Linked DNA regions of Rattus norvegicus: region 1 is linked to region 2. The links are chromatin contacts, called in public Hi-C maps. All regions are on one chromosome and are shown on one strand. Each heading gives the region's core, a stretch centred on a gene start, on an enhancer-like site or on the middle of the called end of the contact. The rest is flanking DNA. Distances are from core to core; before and after follow the strand shown.

Region 1 (3,734 bases), core at 117-2,616, 550 kb before region 2:
CGTGGATGGTAAGAGGACAAGGAGAAGGGCATAATTTTTTAATCTCACGGTTTGTTCCTTTTAAGTTAAGGGAGACTACGAGGTGGTGAGAAAGAAAAAAAAATACCAAAAGGAAGCTGTGCTAGTGTTGGAGCCAACTTAAAGAGGCCCCAGATGGTTCTGGTTCTGCCTCTGCCTGGAAGTCCTGGGTCTGGGTCTGGGTTCCCTCCAAACCAGAACTACTAGGAGCTTTGATCCGCCCGTCTAGCCTGCAGTTCCCGTTGACGCCTGCAGGCGGCGGGTGACCCCCACCCGCCCTCTGGGCAGAAGAACTGGGTTGGAGCGCAGCCAGGTTCTCACTTACAGTAAGTTTGAGATGTTCGGGTAGGAGATCCTTCAGCTGGGCAATGCACTCGTTAATCCGGTCACGTCTCTTTTTCTCAATCAACCGGTGCGGCAATTTGTAAGTTTCCTGCAAGGAATAAATGGAAGCAGTGGGTGCCTGAGAAAGGGAACACGAAGCTTCCTCCCTTCCTCCCCACCCAGCACCAGAGGGAAAAAAATTCTGCGAGGGCGCAGAGACGCACCGAGGATCACCTTCTCTGCCCCTTCTTTCCCAAGTCACTCACTTGTGACAATAAGCTCATCACATCCCGAAACCCCCAGCCAACCTTCAAACAAGCAAACTTTTCCTTGGAAACTCAGCGCACGCGAGAGGCTAAGGAACGGGGTCCCCAGGGATGCACCTACCTTGCTGTCCTCGCTCCGTTTTATTCCCCGCCTGGACTTGTACACTTGGTACATGTGGGCAAAATCCATCCTGCAGGGAGAAAGGCCAGAAAGAGCCGTGACTCCCAAGTGCGTACTGGCTGCAGAAGTCCTACAGATGCAAGAAGCCCCCTATATGCCCAGAGATGCCCCAAGTTGAGAGTGGTATGGAAGACACGGTGAGGAGCGGAGACTTGAAGGGATCACAGCGCACACTTACCCTGACAGGTCTCCGTGCTCCAGCCCTGGCGTTTTGGGCAGGCAGGTAGGAGGTGGTTGCGCGCTGGGGATCCGCTCCATGATGCGGCGAGCAGGGGCCACTGTGCGCTCCTGTCTGCACTTAGCAGAGAGTCTGAGAGAGGACTGCCCTGGAAGGGAGGATCCGAGGGTCTCAAGGGGTATGTTCCTATGAGCTAGCCTGAGCTTCTTGCAATGCGCTGGGCTGCCAGGAGCTGCGGCTTTGAGGTGTCGCTTCAGTTGGGGGCGTGCATGACCGGGTGTCCCCCACGGCTTCTGGCTCCCGCTCTGCACACAGACTGGCGGTGTGTGCTCGCTGCGCTGTCTGCGCCGTGCGAGCCAAGTGAATGAGAAGTGGGGCGGGTGGAGAGGCGGGAGGGAAAGGGGGGGTTGCTTAGGGCGGAGCGGGGGGGGGGGCGGTGGTTGCTGGAGGGGACGAGCCGAGGAGTAAGGAGAGGCTGCGGGCTGGGTTAAATGGGAGCGAGTGGGTGGGTAGAAGCTACGTGTTCTACCCTGTGACTCCAAGCACGTCTGGCCGCTGCCGGGGAGGGAAGGAGCGACCTGCCCGCCCTCCCCCGGCTTCATCACATGAGTCTCACGTGTTGGACAACGCTCTGGCGGCTGCAAAGTGCCCCCCCTCCCCGCCGCCCCAAACCTCGGGCCCCAGGTGTCTGCGGCTGCGGCCTCCTTTCCCCGAAAGAGGGGGTGGCAGCGCAGCCAGAGTCCTGCCCAGCTGGGTGGGGGGCACGGAAGCTGGAAGGAACTGGGGAGCTGGGGGGCGGGGGGAAGAGTTGGTAACGTGGGCGAACCTGCCCCAGGGAAATGAAGTAAGTTCCCGTCTCCTGGGAGGGAACGGGGGAGGACGGATTCCGCCCGCGTCTGACTCAAGCCGGGAGAGGAATATCCCCTTGGTCGCTCCAGCCCAGCCCTCTTCCTCCTCCCCCGCCTGGCCCGCTCCTAGGAACCGGTGCGCAGCGGAGGGAGTTGTCGGCCCCCCTTGGCCTTCCCCAGAGGCTGGGGTTTCTTTCCGTCCTGGCTTCCCAGCCCCCCAACGCTCAGCCTCAGTGTCCAGGAATTGCCCGCCTTGGGGAGGGACCGAGGGCGGGGCGGATGTCACCCCATGGGAAGCGGGCTGGTGGCCAGGCGCTAGGGCAGCCGAGGCCGCCGCCGAGCACGCCGAGCGCACCTGACCGTGGACCGTGTGAGCCGTGCGGACCCTCCCCTCCCCCAACTCTCCCGGGAGCTCAGCTCCCGGGCGCAGCCTGCGGGTGGCCTGGCACCCGACTGGCGCGCACCCATCTCCTCCCGCCTTCCAGGGTGCCTCACTGCCCCCACCCACCCTGGCTAGTCAAGCACAGAAAGATACCGGGCACGGTGCCCGGCGTTCCCTCCCTCCTCTGCCCCCTCCGATGCAGAGGCGTCCGGGTCGCCTCCCCTCCGGCTGCAGAGTTACACAACCGCGGCGACGGCGCCTGCCCTGCAGCAGCGCGGGGCGTGACGCTTCACGTGGCCCAGACGCGGGCCGGAGCTCGGCTCACTGCAAGCCTCTCCGCGCCGGCTTCCAAGCCGTGACCCCCGCGCACCGGGCTGCCAGCCGGCATGGGATCCCGAAGCTAACCAGGAACTTGGGTGGCGCTGTTTGCAGTCTATTCCAGGACAGGAGAGAGGAGACAGGAGGACCCCCACTCCCACGCCCCATCCTCTTGGTTTATCACAGTGAAATCTCCACATATGTGCAGCACACACTCACTGAGCCCCTTACCCAGTCGAGCTCGTGGCTGGAGACAGTGGAGGTAACAAGCACGGATTTTGACCTTGAATTTACAAGGACCTTTGGGAGGGAGCCAACCAGGCCAATCAGAAGACTGCCTTCAGCAGAAAGTCTATCGGGGCCACTGGCAGAGAATATAAAACGAGAAAGTTTTAATTTAATACTAACCAAGACGTTTAGGTAGTAGAGGTTAACCCACAAGCCCGAGCGCGGGGCACAAGGGCAGCTCCAGGGGCCCCAGCGCTCTTCAATCTCGCGGAGGCCGCCGGGCCCCACCCCCACCGACCTGCATTGGAAAAATCTGGTCTCTTTGACCTTCTAACAGCCCGGAGCTGGGAAAGCCTCTGAAACGCAGAACCTGCGGCGCTGTGAGCGGCGCTGACACACAGCAAGGGGCCAGTGGAAAGTCGTGACTAAAATAAGGCCTGGCTGGGGATTTCACTGACCTCTGCGCTCCCCTGCCCTGCAAGTTCGGGGAGTTGAGAGATGACTGTTAACCTTCCCTACCGTGCTTAGGGTCAGTCACCCCGCTGCTGCGGAGTGACCTGGCTGGGGAACTTGGGGAAAATGAGGTCACTGCTGGGACGGGGTGCATTTTGGTGGGTCAGTCTTCACTGTCAGTATTCTGACGACCTAGAGGACAGGGATTCACATGTTGACCAAACTGTGAGTGCATTTCCTTCAGGTCGCTGAAAGCTTCTACTTCCTGTTTATGTTTCACAAGCGTCAAACCCATTAGTAAGTGTGAGAAATGATGGCTTCTCTAACTGTTCACTGGCTGACCTCACTTTCAGGCTTAGAGTTTCATCCCTCCTCCCCAGACAGACGTACTTTGCTGACAGGTTATCATCAATCTCCCTGGAGGGAATGAATGCTCCCACCTTTCCTGCCAGGAGGTGGGCAGTAGGACTAGAGGTTTGGGTATGTGCTTGCAGACTAGGGTAGGGTGGGGGTAAGGAAGGGCTGCGACCTTCCTGTG
Region 2 (3,832 bases), core at 86-2,585:
AATTTCAGGCGCTTCCTAGGTGCTCAGCATTGTACTGAGTGCTTAATGCCCATGATCTAGTTTGATCTGGAGCACAGTGGTGGGAGGAACTAGTTGTTTTGGGTCATTATTCCCAAGAGGCATAAAAGAAACTGTAAGTGTCTGCAAGGCACCCTGGGGCGGCTGTGGGATGAGGTAGGATCAGGGCTTTATTGTTTTTTGTCGCTACTGTAGTATTGGATCTGTGATTTTATTGTGCATTTGGTGACAGGAATTATGGATGGAGTCTGAGAGATTTTTGAGGTCAAGCATAAGCCCTAAAGGGAGAAACAGCCAGGTGGGAGGTGGGTGAATGGATTTGTGGTTGAGAACATGAGCTTCTGGCTGTCCAATTCAATAATTTTAATCTGGTCCCACCACTTGTTAGATCTGACTTTTGACTGAGCTCACCAGCCCATTTAAGGTTTGAAAATTAAGTGAATGTATTTGTAGCCGACATAGAAGCCAGGCAGGGCTGTTAAAGTAGTGCAGGGTGATTTATGCAAAGACCCTTGACTTGCCTTAAGTCCAGTCCCAACTCAGAATATCTCTGCTTTGCCTCATCTCAGTTCCTCCAATGGGTTAATGAGACATCCAAGTTTAAGACCACGGCATTTTTGGAAAGACACAGTTTTGCGCCCATCTTTCCCCTTCCTGCCGAATTTACCACTTAGGTTTTATTTATTTATTTATTTATTTATTTATTTATTTATTTATTTATTTATTTATTTTACAAATGATTAGATGACTCTCAAGAAAGACGTGAATTTGTCTTAGAGGTGAAGTAGAAGAAGGGTGGCTATACGGGAAAGGGTCATCTTGCTGGAAGTAAGGCGACCACCGAATACATTGTCAGCTCATCTGTGCCAGGCTCAAGTGTATAAAATGAATGAAGTGAAGAGAGGAACCTGAGATCCATTCAGAACAAGGGGAAGAACAATGTGTTCACCGTGCTTACTCAGTCAAAGTCTGCAGAAGTGTATGATTAAGTCCCCTGGTCTTTGTGAAACAAAGCTAAAGCATTTCCTGCTCTCTTACCTCCACTGCTGTGCTCAAAATGGAGCATTGTTCCTTAAGAAATAGTTTGGGGGCAGCTTCCAGCTCCCTTTGCTTCTGTTCCAGAACAGTTGTAAATAGTTCGGTGGTAGTGGAGTGGTTTAAACCCACCATCACAGCAATCGCTATCATGTGTATAATCGGATTAGCGGAGGGCTTTGCTTCACGACATATTAGGGCAGGCAAAGACTGGAACACAGTGGTTACTGTTTGTAGCCTCTGAGGTTTGAGCAGTGTTTGTGGCTGCCAACAATTGCACCTCCTCCTGTGGCCACATTCACTGAAAGGCAGCCGCTGAAGGTGCTTTTCTGTGTAATGTTCTCCCTCTAGTGGCTAGACGGGCTTTGTAGTTATTTATTTTATTGTTTTCTTACTGTTTTTGAGCAAATCTTCTGTAAATTTGGAGAACCTTTTCATTTTGGGGTGCTGTGGACTTAGGGTTGCTAAGAGGAAGGAGGTAAACAAGATGAGGTACATCATTTCTTCTCTTGAGTCAATGTTCAGGTGTTCGTTTTTATTTGTTTTCAGTTTATGTGTGTGAGTGATTTGCCTACACGTATGTCTGTGCATCACAAGTGTGTCTGGTGCCCACCAAGGTCAGAAGAGGGTATCAGATCCCGTTGGACTGGAGCTCCAAGACAGTTGTGAACATTTTGAGGGTGCTGGGAACTGGACCCTGGTCCACTTTAGGAGCAACCAGTACTCTTACCTGCTGAGTCATCATCTCCCCTGCTCCAGCTTTGTAAAGGACAGGAAGAGAGGCTCAAAACGATTCTTTATCTTTTCAACTGGAACTTTTTTGGGGAAAAAAAAAACACTTCTGAGTCATCTCTCCAGGCAGGGATAGTTCATTTTAAAATAATTGATTTGATTTAAACATTCCTTTACCCTAAGTATCTGGGTTATTATTATTATTTTTTAATCTTTACTTTTAGAAAAGTGTTTCAGCAGACCAGTTCTTACTTATTTATCTTTGCCGATTTGTGGCAGTATGTTCGTAGGAGAAATCCCTGGAGTCCATATGCTGTATTAAAACACACAACTATTTAAATAGTGATGGATATTGTCAGCCCTCTGTAGCAGTTTCCAGCACAGGAAAGGGTGTACCCATGTCAAATGCCCTACACAGGGACTCTGCTGTACTTGTGACCTCCTAAGTGCCCACAGCTCTGATGCTGCTTCTCGGCCTGCGGTTTGGTAAGCTGGGTCCCTGGCTGAGTTAATAAATCTGACCTTTCTTACATATGGCTCATTCGGACTGGCTCTGACCCCATGTGCCTCTGAGAGTTGACAAGCATGGTCTAAGAGCCAGCGAGACCTGGCAGGCTACCTAGTCTCTTCACAGCCAAACACCTCATCTCTTGATTCTGTCTTAATGATCCACAGGATTGGTCGCTGGACCAGGCCCAGCATGTTGTAGCATTTGTCAAGAGACTGTTCAAAATACATTTTCCTGAATGTTCTTTGGGAGGACTAGTGTGTTGGATCAAAATGAGTCCTGGGATTATAAACCTTAAGTCTCTGTTCTTACGTTCTTAGCTGTGGGACCTCATGCCTCTTGGGAGATTAGGTTGTAGTATATGTGGAAAGTGGATTTGAATTATATCGAACCCTCTCTCTTACAGAGAAATGGAAGGGAGGGCTTCCTGGTAAATTCTTTTTAGAGACATTAGATTGAGTTCTTCCTGTGTCATCTTGGTGTCCCTGTTTTGGAGGACTTCTTTAGTCTGTATTTCTTACCTTCTTTTTGAGTAACAAAACAAAAACAGTTGGGAAGGATCATTGCCCTTGGCACAGACATTTTGTAGACCCCCTGGGAGTTAGTGCAGAGGCAATGCCAGCCAAAGAAAACCTGATGTAAGTAGGCTATTTTATGTGTGTGTGTGTGTGTGTGTGTGTGTGTGTGTGTGTGTACATGTATGTGTTCTAGCATCATACTTTACTGCAGGCGGTATGTGGAGACCAGAAAATGGTATTAGATGTCCCACACACGACCTCTCGCCGGCAAGAAACACGCGGGTACATAGAAATCCTTGCTGTGACCAAACTTTTATTTTAATCTTAAGGAGAAGCCTTGGCGCGCCAATATGGTGCGCTTATATACACCCTAGCGCGGTGCATCCACACCTGATTGGTTGTTTACCCATGATCTCATAAGGCACGCCCCGGACTGGGCAAAGACCTGGCACGAAGGCACTCTTGCACATGCGCACACAGATAACTTCCTGAAAGGGAGTCGGCTGGCGCGGCGAAGGCTAGCGCTATCTTGTAATGGCGGAGGCTATCCTGGCCTTCCACGTGGGGCGCAGTGGAAGCCAGCGCCATCTAGTGGTGGCGAATGTTATTGCGGCCCTCTACAATTAGATTTCCTGCAGCTGAAGTTACAAGTGGTTGTGAGCTACCTCAAGGGGCGCTAGGAACTGAGCAGGATGTGTTGTCTTCCCTCCAGTCCCTGAAACCAAGGTTTTATAATGCTTTAAGCACCAGTAGTTACCATACCTACTATCTATACCCTAGTATAGATCAAAACTCCTCTACGGTGGTGCCTACACAGTGGCTGCTTACTAAATATTGCTAAATGACCAAAGGTTTTGACATTTGTGTGATTGAGGACAAAGCACATCTTCTAGCATCTCCTGATGCTGTGTAACCATTTGCTTTATTGTTGTTGTTGGAAACTGGAGGGTTTGCACCATCACCATGGTTTCCAAATTTCAATGTCTCATGATTTCTGCAAGACTCTTATAGTCAGGTTGGC

What was found. A called contact is a pair of places that touch in the nucleus more often than the background predicts.
Region 1: a contact with region 2 is called in a Hi-C map of liver, with 2.6 times the contacts expected there. The contact joins the promoter of Bhlhe40 here to the enhancer-like site in region 2. A contact is called at or near these places in 3 of 12 Hi-C or Micro-C datasets (Schwann cells, kidney and liver) and 1 of 1 datasets of contacts at active chromatin or transcription factors (oligodendrocytes).

Annotation. Positions count from the first base shown.
Region 1 is chr4:143,172,082-143,175,815 of GRCr8, reverse strand. Bhlhe40 (basic helix-loop-helix family, member e40) reads right to left here and starts at 1,366. Exons shown (of 5, transcript NM_053328.2): 1 at 968-1,366; 2 at 730-799; 3 at 344-451. The coding sequence starts at 1,047.
Region 2 is chr4:142,624,289-142,628,120 of GRCr8, reverse strand. No RefSeq gene overlaps it. Among named protein-coding and RNA genes, the nearest start is that of Setmar, 24 kb to the right of the region's middle. Within about 2 kb of position 1,335, at least 22 of the 93 cell types and tissues checked have an H3K27ac peak or open chromatin away from gene starts, as enhancers often do. A contact at or near this core is called in liver, where this site is marked.